Linked DNA regions of Mus musculus: region 1 is linked to region 2. Evidence: chromatin contacts called from public promoter capture Hi-C data. All regions are on one chromosome and are shown on one strand. Each heading gives the region's core, a stretch centred on a gene start, on an enhancer-like site or on the middle of the called end of the contact. The rest is flanking DNA. Distances are from core to core; before and after follow the strand shown. Region 1 has its middle 47 kb from the start of Gm31227. Region 2 holds the start of Nefl (neurofilament, light polypeptide).

Region 1 (6,906 bases), core at 1,942-4,441, 310 kb before region 2:
ATATGATTTTGCTGAAGATATTTTCTGGGCCTTTGAGCTGGGAATCTTCTTCTAATCCTATTATTCTTAGGTTTTGCCTTTCTATGGTATCACAAATTTCTTGGATGTTTTGTGTCATGTGCTTTTTAGATTTTGCATTTTCTTTGACTGATATATCAATTTTTCCTACTGTATTGTTTACACCTGAGATTCTCTCCTCTGTCTCCTTTATTCTATAGTTCCTGTTCTTTATCCTAGGTTTTCCATCACTAGGCTTACCTCAGTTTGTGTTTTCTTTATTGCTTCTATTTCCCTTTTCAGGTCTTGGAGAGTTTTATTCATAACCTTCACCTATTTGATTGTATTTTCTTGAATTTCTTTGTACTTATCTGTGTCCTTTTTTAATATCTCTGTTTGAATATATTTTCCTGTCTTTCCTTAAGGGATTTATTCATGCTCCTTTTAAAATCCTCTATTGCCCTGATAAGATTATATTTAAGATCCTCTTCTTGTGCATCAGCTTCATTAGGGTATCTAGGGTTTGATGTAGCAGAATAGCTGGGCTCTGGTGGTGCCATAGTGTATTGGGTCCTGTTGTTTGTGTTCTTACACTGTTCTTTAGGCATCTGGCTTTCCCTGCGGTTGGCTGGATGATCCTGACGGCAGCATGTCTTCTCTGGAAGATGAGGGAAGTCATGGGACAGACAGTGGAGGTCAAAGTATCTTACTCTGCTGGATGTACCTCAAGCAGATCCCACTCTGCAGGCTGCAACTCCAGTGGTGGACCCTACTCTGAAGGGAGCATCCTGGTCAATGGTGGGTGGATCCAATTGGAATGGAATTGGTGTAACAGGGGACCAAGCTGGTTAGTGTTGGGGCATTCGAAGGTTTTCATGGGGAAATAGGATGTTCTTGGGATTCCCCAAGTGTCCTCCAGACTGAACAGCGAGCCCAGAGCTAGACAATCAGATTGAAGGATCTTAAATAAAGGAATAATCTACCTGATTTCTGTTTTATGGATGTATAAAGATTACTATGGGAGAAACTTTTGAAAATAGTTCAAGTGTGGGTTGTTAAAAATGTCTGCTAAAACAGTGACTGTGAGGATGACTGAAAGAGGATGGATTGAGAAAGACAACTACAAAACAAGTCATAGACTTTGAACATTAATTTATAAAAAAGGGCACTTAAGACTGTGTTCAGTTGTAAACTTACAGAGTCCAACATATCAAAGTTGCAACATTCATTGGTTTGCTCACTTACTACCAGGGTGAACTTGGACCTTGGCTCAACTTCCTCATTTAAAAATAATCATACACACACACACACACACACACACACACGTACAATACATACATATATATAAATTTGTTATTTAAAAAATGAGAAAGTAAGTTATATCAAAGCATGTTGCAAGTGCCAGGTACAAAATCAAAAGTCCATACAATTAGTTACAAATTGGATGAGTGATAACTTACAGATCCCACTGGCATATCTGGGCATCTTTCCAGAGATAATGTAGAGGAGATTTACACAGGAGTCATGGTGGAACTTCATGATTCAATATGTAGACACAAAATACAAACCTTATGGCAGACAAAGAAATGATTTACAGAACATTTCTCACTGTTGCAGAATCTCTGGTCACTGATCTCACACACAGCAGCCGGTTATTCTTTCTTTGATGGATGAATTCTTGCGGTATTCTAGGAGACAGTTTGACTCTGCAGCCTGGGAAGCAATCCCTGGTTAGACTGATGTCTCTTTCTAGGCTCTCTTTCTCCAGCATGGGGTCATGCCCTTGTCAGAGCATCCCAGCTGCTCCTCTGCACAAGGCACTTGGCTCTCCATTACATGCATCTTAGGTTACGTGGTAGCCATGGTAATAAATATCAGGAGACACAGATTCACCCCCAGGCTGACCCATCCATACAGAAAACTACATTTCCTCCTGGTGGTTTTTTTTTTTTCAGTAAAGGAAAAATACCATTTACTGATGATAACAGCATCTTGTTATCAATCAGTGCAAAACGGTGCAAAATGATAAAATGTTGTTCTAACATAATTTGGGACAAAATACAATCAGTCCTTTATCTCAAGAGGACAAGCATTCATCAATTCCTGTATTAGTCTGGGATTGGAAGTGCCTACTTCCTACTTACATCCATTTTTCTTCATAAAGGAAACATGCAATGTTTCCTTACTGGAAACATGGGAATAGAAGGAAACTCATATAAGGAAACTTGAGTGGTGCCAATTAAATTCAAGAATCTTCTAGTTTGTATGCCTGAATTGCAAAAAATTACCAGTACAAATTTTTACATGACTTAACCAAAATAGTGAGTCTTTCAAGTGCCAGTTTCAAGAGTGAACAGTTTGAATCTATCTTTTGGTTCTCTACCCACGTTTTTTGTTTGTTTGATGTTGTTTATTTGTTTTCTGCTTCATTTTGCTGCTTACTTACAGTAAAGACAGTGGTAAGAAATATTATAGTGTGATACTTACAACTTGGTTTTTAAAGTTTTAAATGTCAACCAAAACTAACTGCATTGCAGTAGAAAAACAGTTCTTGCAGTAAGAAGGTTATATTCGCACTCAGAATGGGCTACACGCTGTAATCTTCCAGGTTTTCGTTTTCCTCACTGTGAAAGGAGACATAGTTATATGCTTGCTGAGCTAGCATGAGAATTCATTAAAGCTGTCTGCACACAGTGCCTGGCATTGAGAAAAGCAGACAACAGACCTTTCTCTCTCTCTTTCAGTTTTTGTACTCAAATTCTAGAAATAAATGAACAGTGATTACTACATAGAACACAAAGAAAGAGAAAGGTAGGGTTGGCTCATTCATTGTTTTTTCCCTCATCAAAGAAAAAGAAATCATCTGTTGAAATCATCTATTAAGACATTCACAGAAGCACAGCACATAAAAAGAAACCCAATATTGTAGCCTCCAGTGGCTCTGGGTTACTGGGTTTCTAAAAGGAAAGCTGGGGATGGATTGGAAGGATGGTGAGAAATAACAAAGTTCTCTGATCAAGGCTCAACTTTAATTCTTGAGTCTGAATTTTGAAAGGGGAGAAACCCATCCCCCACTTTGTCAGGAACTCATCAGGAAAACAAGCTCACTCAGCTGCTCAGCAGGTAGTAGCTTCTGCAGGAAACTGCAGAAGTGGCAGGACAATAGATTTTGCCTAAGTCAGAAGATTCCACTCTAGGTGGGCTAGCCAACTGTGGCAAAACAAAGTCTGATTCAGCCGGCTCAAGGCTAGGAGGAGGGCACACAATAGAATGAGGCAAGAAGGTGATGAAATCACACCTTTTAATTCTCTGTGTAACACATATTATTGATTTGATATGAGATGACCAATACCCTGAGAAGCTCCTACAATAGCCTATGATTGCAGCAAATGAGTATTTCACATGTTACACAGGAAAAAAAAAAAGAAGTTCGAGAAAGTTGCGAGCAAAACATTTTCCTTTGAAACAAGTCTTTCCAACACACTCAACACAAGTGCTTATAAGGTGAACATTTCTCCCATTCAAAGGAGAAAAATGGCAATTCAAATTTGCTTCTAAGGAAAAGAATGGACAGGAAAACTAGGTTAAGACACATCCTAATGCCAGAGTCAAGATGAAATTCTATTGGTTAAGTGGACAGATCAAGTTAGAATAGGCATTACCCAAGGCAGCTTTAAACAAGCCCCTCTTTATAAAACAAAAATCTACATGAAAAATAAAACCACAAGTGGGCCTCTTATCTCTCCCTCTCCATCACCAAATTCAGTCCCTCAACATTGCCAGCTCATGAGGCAGTCAATTGTCTAGTTCTTTCCTCCCCTTCAAACTCTCCTACCACAATCACTAAAGCGTCCCAGCACTCTTGCTAGAGGAATGTTTTCTGGAAGGCAGGGAGCATGTAGAAACATGAGTCAGCACATGTCAGGGCTTGAGACGTTGCTCAGTGCATAGGACTCATGCAGAATATCTGAGTTCGGTTCTCAGCACCCACACAGAAAGGTTCAGAATTGCCTCTAGCTCCAGGTACAGGGGATCCAACTCCCTCTTCTGGACTCAAAAGGCACCTGTACTCACACATATATAGATACACACTTCCCTTGCCCCAGTGTTCCCCCATACACAAAATTAAAATTAAACAAATCTTTAAAAACTGAAAAATGTTTTGTCATTAACCTGTGTTTGCTAAATTTCTACCACAAGCCAAGTTTTATCAGTGAAGATTTTATAAGTCTCTGAAAAAAAATATGACTGTGTATATGCAAATGTTTTAAACATAAATGCATCTGTCATAGCTGAGTAGCATAATTTTTCAAATAATATTCCTCATAGCCATTATTGACCCCAGGGTGTTTTCTTGACTTTTCTGAGCTCTGACACACTTAACCACTACACTTGGATTTACATTTCATGAACAAGTGTAATTGAAACAAATCTGTTGGCTGGTGGGACAGTAAAAGAGTGAAGGAATTTGTCAGACTTTCTTTCACTGGCCAACATCTTGCACAGTAGGCAAGATACACAGCATCATGTTTATTTACAATGGTGTCATGACAAGATTTATAAGTAACTTCAGAAACATAGGAAATGGAGAAAATATAGCAAAGTGATTAGGGTTTTGAGTATTTTCTTTTAAAGATATGATTTAATTTTAAAGCATGTATAATTTAATTTTGATCATTAGTCATCTTTAACAACCAACTCATACATTTCCTGGTCCTGGTAATTCTCATCTGTATGCCAGAATGAACTGGCTTTGAGTCATCCATTAAATATATAAAAAGTATTCCTGATAACTAACTATGTTAAATATATATTGTTACAGGAAAGACTACTGTGGGCCTAGAAGATATTCTGGGAGACAGACAGACAGACAGACAGACAGACAGATACATAAGTCACAGAAAGATGAAATCATGTAACCTCATTTAAATGTCGAATCAAAAGTCAGTTCTTAGACGTGTAGAGCAAAGTAGTGTTTTCCAAATATATGGTAGGAAAGTATTTTTTGGAAATGTTGGTCAAAAAACAGAAATTCTCAGTTATGGGGAGTAACTCAGAAAGTTGTGTTGTTACTCTACACATTACTTTCCTCCTTGCGGTGACAAAATTTCTTTAAAAAGCAATTTAGAAAAGGATGGTTTACTTTGCTCATAGATGGAGTAAGTGTACAGTCTATCGTGGTGGGGAATCTATGGAAACAAGAGTGTGAGGCAGCTGGTTATATCTGGTTATATTGCAGTTGTAGTCAGCAATCAGAGAGATGAATGTTTGTGGTCATCTTACTTTCTCCTTTCAATTCAGATCAGTGTCCCAGGATACAGGATGGTTCTGCCCCACTCAGTATGTGGCTTCTCATTGCATTTAAACCTTTCTGGAAATACCCTCATAGATGTGTTCAGAAGTGTGCTTCCATGACGATTCTAAGTCCCATAGACTTGACATTTAAGATTAACCATCACTCTTGGTGACTATGATTAAGAACAATGAGTTGTGTATGTAGAGAGAGGAAATTTTAAGTATCCTTACACAAAAATGACTAAGTATGTGTGTTTAACATATTGTTTGGTTTATAATAAGCGTTCAACCTACTGAACTCTTAAAATAGCCCTTATCATCTTTACATAAATCCTATAAAACCAATGTTTCCATTTGAAAGATGCACAGTCATGAGCGATAACTGATCACACATTATCTCATTCCATTATCAGCTAGAGCTGGATACGTGGTAAAGGTAGAGCTGTATTGTTTCACAATAGAGAGGAATCAAGAATGTGGCACTGCCAGCATGGGCTTGGCTCTGGTGAGGGACTCGTGGTAAAAATAATGTATGAGACAAAGAGATCATATATTAAGGAAGCAGAAGAACCCAGACTCAATCTTCTTAGCCCAAGAGATCAAATCCGTTCCAGGAGGCTAATATCAACCTCTTCCAATGCCATTGCCCCTGGTGACCAAATAACTTACAGAGTGCTACCCTTTAACAACAATTTCACCATTCAGATTCAAGCTTCTAGCACATGAATCTACAGTACAGGGTAGTAGGTGGCAAACTATACACAAATTAGAGCCCCCAGTTTTAAGTAGCAAGCTGAGATTAAATTAAATCCCCCTTGAGATTTCCTGATTCTTGCCATATATCTGCAATCTCGACATCCAAAGAAAACTACTTGATTCCTCATGGCAAAAACTCTACGCTTGATTGGTGTGGTCCAATTAGAGATTAGTAGTGTCTGAACAGAGAGTTTCCTCAGAGAAAAGTAGGTAATGTTCAATTAGCAGTATAATAATGTTAAAGGAAGATCTCATAGAAAACAACTCATGCATTAGAAAATAAGTTAGAGAGACAAAGAGACAGAGAATTTATATAATGGTAGACTACAGAGGAAATCAGTGCATTTTTATGGATTTATATATGGATATATAAATTATACACAAACTTACAAATACATGCTTGTACATACACACACATTTCTACTGTGCCTAGACAGTTCTATGTGATACTTTGTAAAGTGGCACATGAATTCATAAATACAGGCTAAATATACCAAATTCAGTTGGGTATGGATTGCCATCCAAAATTTATGTTATGCTGAAGTGGTTATGTGTCAAAAATAACTACATACTCTTAGTAGTCCCACTTAGTATAAGTTCTGTACTAAGAACACCAAGATCAGCACCTTCTCTTGTGTGCCATTAGCAACCAATACATGAGAAAAAAATATTCTATGTCAAAAGAAAATACCATGTAGAGTATATGCATTTAACTTCTGATTTAATAAATACAAACTTGGACATGATACTTAGCAAGATGTAAATACATAGAAAGACTTGATGGAAACAAAAGGTCCTCTGACAATGTATCTAAAAGTTAACAATAATTTCCCTTTTGTTGTATAATTATAAGTGTTT
Region 2 (6,722 bases), core at 2,208-4,707:
CATCCTTGGCAGCTTGAACATAAAAAGAAAATACAAAACTCCAGGGTAGGTCTAGGCAAACCATTTCTACTGAGGCTTTGTGGGCTAATAATCACTATTGTCAGACTGTGTCTAAAAACTTCTTGGCCCCACTCTCCTAAAGGATATGTAAAAGGAGGTTGCTTCCAGGTACTGGAAGCTCATCTCCTCTCCAAGAGCTGCCCTCAGTAATTTCATATGTCTGGCACTGATGTTCTTTAGGGCGCAATCAACTCTTTGTCTTTTGGCCAACATCAAATGTTCCTTTGGGTACCAAACCACTGTGTTAAATGAGTGTACATGAACGTTTTATAATTTACCATCTGTGCTTACTAAACGTGTGTGTTCTCGTTAAATGTGCACTGTTTATGACTGCAAAGCTCACATAGAATTTAGATAAGCAAAGCCTGCATAGGTCATGGATCTCCCAATAAAAATCCACAGCCAATTTGCAATAGAGATTCTGAAAGGGTTTTTTTTTAATGCTTTTCATACCTTCTTCCTCCTCAGCGCCTTCCTCTTCCTCTCCCTCCTCTTTCTCCTTCTCCTCCTCTTCTGCTTCTCCTTCAGAGGGGGGCTCATCCTTGGCCTCCTCAGCTTTCGTAGCCTCAATGGTCTCCTCGACCTCTGTCTGCTCTTCCTGGACGTGGCTGGTATAGTAGGCTGGGAAAGAGCGAGCAGACATCAAGTAGGAGCTGCTCTGCAAGCCACTGTAAGCAGAACGGCCGAAGACCTGCGAGCTCTGAGAGTAGCCGCTGGTTATGCTACCCACGCTGGTGAAACTGAGCCTGGTCTCTTCGCCTTCCAAGAGTTTTCTGGTGGAGAGGGAATGAAGAGTACAGTTAGAGCAAGGCTGGATGTGTTCATTGCTCTAAGCCCACATTCATTACTTTCCTCTACAACCAACCTCAAAGGCAAATACAAGAACAAATACGGTTAGGCATAATCAAAATTTAATAAGGAGTTCACGAGAGACCCCACCCAAAAAGACCTTCTATGCATCCCTATTAGGTTTAAAATATGAATGCTAAGAACAGGGCTTATGTTACTTCAGGGTTAATTCCCTACACATTTGTACCCTCTTGGAGGAAGACCAAAGTAGGACTATTCTAGAGCACGTGGGACTCACTATAACTGCACTGACTGGGTCATCTGCTCTGTCCTGAGCCGCCATGCCCACTGCCAGCACCACCCTGATGTTACCTGTAAGCTGCAATCTCGATGTCCAAGGCCATCTTGACATTGAGGAGGTCCTGGTACTCCTTCAGGTACCTGGCCATCTCGCTCTTCGTGCTTCTCAGCTCATTCTCCAGTTTGTTGATTGTGTCCTGTAGGAAGATTGTTTTAAAAAATTCAAAACACAAATCTCTACTGCATTTGTTTTACTGTAGTATCCATGATAAGTTCTGGTCTTAGTTAACTCCAAAGTGTACACCTTCCAGAAATCTCCCTTAAAATAATGGGGTGGGGTGGGGCATAGGGGGAGGGGTTGGCCTAAAATGCCCAGTCTAGTGAAGCAAGAGAAGGAGAGGAGGAAGAGGAGGGGAGTAGACTGATGTGAACAATTTTGAAAATTGTTCTCAATTGATTATGGTAAGCTGTCTTTTAAAACTACCAAATTGATGATGATATTATTATTATTATTAACCACCCTTGTCACATTTCTTTTAGCCAGGTCGCATTTGGGAAGGGGAATATATATATAGTGTGTGTGTGTTTGTCTAAATAAATATATAAATAAAAATTAAATTATATATATTTGTGTAGCTGTTTGTCTAAAATGCTTCCCCCCGCCAAAGATGAAGAACTTTTTTTTTAATGGACTGCAGTGATTAATTGCTAAAATATTGTGACTGTATTCTTGTGTCCCTATTAAAAAAAAAAACTATCCCAAGGCTGGGTGGCCCAAAACTAGTGAGAGCTAGCAGGCATATTTATTAACCAGGAGATCCAGGAAGTACTGAGGGTAACTTGGGAGTTAAGGGTTGTCAGTAAAGAGAAGGCATTACTTGGCAACGCCCAACTCCGACTCCCTCCGCCCCTTCCTCCCAACTCACCCCTAACAACCCTGATTCAACCAGAACAAGCAATCCCCAGGCAGCAGTCGCGCCCCGCCCCCTCCAAATGCCCCATCCTTTCCACAACCTCTCGGAAGCCAAGCCCTCTGATAGCTGCTCTGTGCTCTAGAACCCCCTAGCGTTCACTCTCTGGGTACACCCTGACTCCCCCCCCCCCCGCCGCCGCCCCTACCGTGGACCTCCCCACCCCCACTGAGCTTAAACCGTACTATACCTGCATGGCGCTAATGTCTGCATTCTGCTTGTCCTCTAGCTCCTGCAGCTGCTTCTCCAGAGCTTCGTTCATACCCCGGCAGGCTTCGATCTCCAGGGTCTTAGCCTTGAGCAGGCGGCGGCTTTCCGACACCTCGTCCTTGGCAGCGCGCACAGCGTCGGTGTTCTTGGCGGCGCTCTCGGTTAGCACGGTGAAGCGGCTCTTGAACCACTCTTCGGCGTTCTGCATGTTCTTGGCGGCCAGCTTCTCGTACTGAGCGCGGATGTCCTTGAGAGCGGCGGAGAGGTCGGGCTTGGAGGACACGTCCATCTCCACGGAGATCTGAGCATACTGGATCTGAGCCTGCAGCTCGGCGATCTCTTCCTCGTGCACCTTCTTCAGGAAAGCTATCTCGTCCATCAGGCTGTCGATGCGCTTCTCCAGCTCGGCGCGGGCGAGCGCGGCCTCATCCGCACCTTTGCGCGCTTCCATCAGCCGGCCCTCGGCGTCCTCGCGGCTCAGCACTTCTTCCTCATAGCGAGCCTGCAGGTTGCGCAGAGTCTCCTCCAGCCCCTCGCGCTCGCCCTGCAGCGCCTGCTTCTCGTTAGTGGCGTCTTCCGCTGCCAGCCGCAGATCGCGGATCTCCTGCTCGTACAGGGCGCGGAAGCGGGAAGGCTCAGAGTGTTTCTGGCGCAGCACCAACAGCTCGGCTTCCAGGACCTTGTTCTGCTGCTCCAGCTCGTGCACGCGCTCGATGAAGCTGGCGAAGCGATCGTTGAGGTCCTGCAGCTGTGCCTTCTCTTGTGTGCGGATAGACTTGAGGTCGTTGCTGATGGCGGCTACCTGGCTCAGATCGAGATTCTCCAGGCTGGGCATCAAAGAGCCAGAGCTGGACGAGTAGCTGCGGCGCACGGACAGCGAGGAGGAGACCGGCGCGGAGTAGCTGGAGTACGCGGAGCGCGCCGTGCTGTAGCCGCTGCGCACGCTGGAGATGTGCACCCGGGGCGTCTCCACATAGCGCCGCTTGTAGGAGGTCGAAAAGTACGGATCGTAGCCGAACGAACTCATGGTGGCGGCCGGTGCGCCCCTCAGGCCCGGGGCGGAGATGGGGGACCTAGAGAGAAGAACGGGGGAGAAGAGGGAAAGGGGAGGATGGATGGCTGTGTGCGGCTCGGCGCGGTCCTGCCACCTCTATTTATACGCCGGGACTCTGACGCAGACTGTGATCGATCGCCGTGCGCAGGCCAGTGGGGGCAGCGCGTTGCTGCAGCCAAGGGGAGGATTCTGCGCAAAAGCAAAGGCGGGGGCGAACGACAGAAGGCTAGCGAGCTGCGGCTCCAGCCTGGCCGCTTTTCTATGAGGACCCCTACTTTCTCTGAGACCCCCATAACTTCCCTGCTTATTCTTTTCCTTTCCTATTCCCCCGTCCCATCCTGCCTCTTAATACCTAAAGCCCACATCACTAGGACTCTTAAATGTTCCAAATAAAAAGGTTCGCGATCCCTACTGACACATCAACTTTTAACATCCAATGTCACAAAGACACCTTCACCCCACCCCACCCCACCCCACCCCACTCCCAGCTTTCCCTTTTTGCCTCAGGGACCCTCTCAAGCACCCTGATTCGTGTTTAAGCAGCACGTTTGGGTTGCTGACAATAGCTAATGTTCTTGCGGCATTACTGCAGGAAAAGTTTTGCATGTCTTTGTAGCTATTTTCTGACGTTTTCTTAAATTCGCCCCACTTTCTCCTGCCTCCTTTTATTTTTATTTCTATTTCTTTCCGTATTACTCTTCTTCTCAATACATAGGGAAATTGCACCACTACACACCATTGGAACCGCAGGACAGCGGGTGTTCATTTTGGCATTTTAAAACCTTTACAGCAGTTAATTTGTCTGACACCTTTCATAGAATTTCCCCTTTCTTTGTGAGAAATGTAGTCGGGAATGCTTAGGAGGGGTTGGAACCAGCCAGGTAAAGATTTGCAAGGCAAAAGACGGGCGCGCTCGGCCGCGGGAGAACTTCAGGGTGCCTTTATCCTCACTGAGCTATTCATACTTCCAACGCCTCAAAAGCCTCTTCTCCTCTTTTTAACACCTGTGTGGTACCCCAACCTGATGGTTTCAACAAGCCATGAAGGTAGATGGGGAGAGAGAGAGAGAGAGAGAGAGAGAGAGAGAGAGAGAGAGAGAGACTGCTGCAAAGGGCTACCCGCTCTGGGTGTGGTCTTCAGGAAGAGAACGCTGCATGGAGCCTGCTGAAATTCACAGATAATAGATACACTTAGGAACCTATGGGCTTCCTTCAGGGAGCACCCAGATACCAGAGTGGGCACGCCAAACGCACGTGGGTGCAACATTTTCATACTCGCGTTGTGAGCGCCTGCAGTTCCGAAGAGATACTGCAGATTTGTAAGAAATAACTAAAACCTTTAAGCAAGCATTTGGCGTTTTGTTTAATTTGTTCAATGTATCGCTGGCTTGCTGATTCCTTTAAATGGCACAGTGGGAGGTTACCGTTTTCAAGTAAAAAGTAGTGAAATTTTTGGAGTTGTACTCGGTCGCTTCTGGAGACCAAACAGAGGATGAAGGGAGCTTAATTCTGTATATTCCTTTCTCGTGTTACACATACTGTGATTCTGATAACTCGCCCCTTCAAAGAAGAAAACTGGGCTGAAGCAGAAGACTTCTGTAAGGTTGCTGGTGGCTTAAAGCTGTTAAGTCTAAGCCATATTAGAAGCCCACCCGTGTTTACACAATCTAAGCTTTCAAACCTAATCACCAGGCTGCCTGAGTGTGGCTGGCATACAGAGCCAAGCGTTTCTTCAGATGGTTCTCTGTAGCCTGTATCTTCTTTTTCTCATTCATCGCTGAACAAGAGGACTGAAGAGGTTGGGAGGTGGGACAGAGAAAAAAAGTCTTGAATAAGCCATGGCTTTTCTTCCTTCCCATTACTCATATAGAAGAGGAGTTTCAATTGTTTCCCCCAAGCTCGCTCCATGTAACTTCTATTATTTCAATCTTTTGTAAAGGTTGGGTGTGGTTCATTTCCATTCTGCCAGTGCTTTTCCGCCAGAGTTACAGGTCATTCTCAGAGATCTTAGGTGCTCGTGTGTGTGTGTGTGTGTGTGTGTGTGTGTGTGTGAGAGAGAGAGAGAGAGAGAGAGAGAGAGAGAGACAGAGACAGAGACAGAGACAGAGACAGAGACAGAGAGACAGAGACAGAGAGAGACAGAGAGAGACAGAGACAGAGAGACAGAGAGAGAGACAGAGACAGAGACAGAGAGAGAGAGAGAGATTTCTATTGAGGGGCAGGGCTCCTTGATAATGCCTTTGACTGCAGAGCAGACTGCCCACAAGGGAGTGATGCATCTGGTGCTGCAGGGGCCGGGAGATGTTGCAGAGAAAATAAACTATAGGGCACCTTCTGTGGTCCAGTAGGTAGCAGGGAGATGAGGCAAGTACTTGGACCTTATGGCAAGCATCCAGGACCCTTTCTCTTGCTAATCCTGACCAAGAACAAGCAGAGGAAAGGGACAGTCCCAGTATTCATGAATGAGTGCGGCTCTACTCTTTTTTTTTAATAGCATCTGTCAATAGGCACTGGTTATAACTGCTTCACTTCAGATCTGCATGGAGATGGAGGGGCATCCTGAATCTATTTTGTGCCCACCCTTTCATTACCCTGCTCTGTGTTCTTCTCTGCTAGGTGCCTGTCTCTTTTTAAATATTCTGCTCAGTCATCCTCCCTTCCCAGTCCTCTTGTCAGCATTTGCTCTGAGAGTCCAAGTGACATTTGCTTGGTGTGCCTGAGCCAAGTTAGAGTGAGACACTTTTAAAAGGAACAACTTGACTTTCATTTCCCCTGCCCTTAAGTATTTCTGCCTTGGTGATTTCTGTAGTAGGTCATTTGGTCTACTCCTTCCTTTCTGTCTTTGCTTCTGTTTCTCTCTGAGTGCCTGTCTTTCTGTCTCTCTGTGTGTCTCTGTATGTGTGTATGTGTATATCTTCTTTCTCTCAATAAAGTCTATAAGCCTTATCATCTTTATCTACTTATTTTCCTATAATCATAGGACAAACATGGAATTGAGAGTTTCCAATAAGCCATGATTTATAGATACATAAAATGAAAAATAAAGATAAATATGAATTGGTGACAAAATTCACACTATTTTAATTATCCTCAGCATCTCTCTATTCCTTCAAAGAACTGTTCCAGGTCAGTCAGTTGAAAGCAAAATATACTTGGATTACAGTTACACAATAACAATGTACAATTGTTTTAAGACCACTAAAAATATAGCACTTCTTTTTCAGTGACAATAGACTCTGTACCCTTCGAGTGGCCACCTGGTGACTATAGCTTTTCTGTTACTTATTTTTAAATCCTTTGGCACAGCAATTTCTGTATTGGTGTTTAGGGTTTTTTGTT

What was found. Promoter capture Hi-C pulls out the DNA fragments that hold promoters and counts their contacts.
Region 1: a contact with region 2 is called in a promoter capture Hi-C map of epiblast stem cells, with 3 times the contacts expected there. The contact joins the enhancer-like site here to the promoter of Nefl in region 2. A contact is called at or near these places in 5 of 39 promoter capture datasets (epiblast stem cells, hippocampal neurons, liver and 2 more), 1 of 484 Hi-C or Micro-C datasets (cerebral cortex) and 5 of 115 datasets of contacts at active chromatin or transcription factors (differentiating embryonic stem cells, embryonic forebrain, embryonic hindbrain and 2 more).

What each region holds. Positions count from the first base shown.
Region 1 is chr14:68,386,961-68,393,866 of GRCm38.p6, reverse strand. No RefSeq gene overlaps it. Among named protein-coding and RNA genes, the nearest start is that of Gm31227, 47 kb to the left of the region's middle. Within about 2 kb of position 3,191, at least 5 of the 459 cell types and tissues checked have an H3K27ac peak or open chromatin away from gene starts, as enhancers often do. A contact at or near this core is called in epiblast stem cells, where this site is marked.
Region 2 is chr14:68,080,598-68,087,319 of GRCm38.p6, reverse strand. It overlaps Nefl (neurofilament, light polypeptide), which reads right to left and starts at 3,457. Exons shown (of 4, transcript NM_010910.2): 1 at 2,311-3,457; 2 at 1,222-1,346; 3 at 514-833; 4 at 1-12. The coding sequence starts at 3,357. It overlaps Gm31107 (a long non-coding RNA gene), which reads left to right and starts at 6,446. Exons shown (of 3, transcript XR_383533.4): 1 at 6,446-6,722.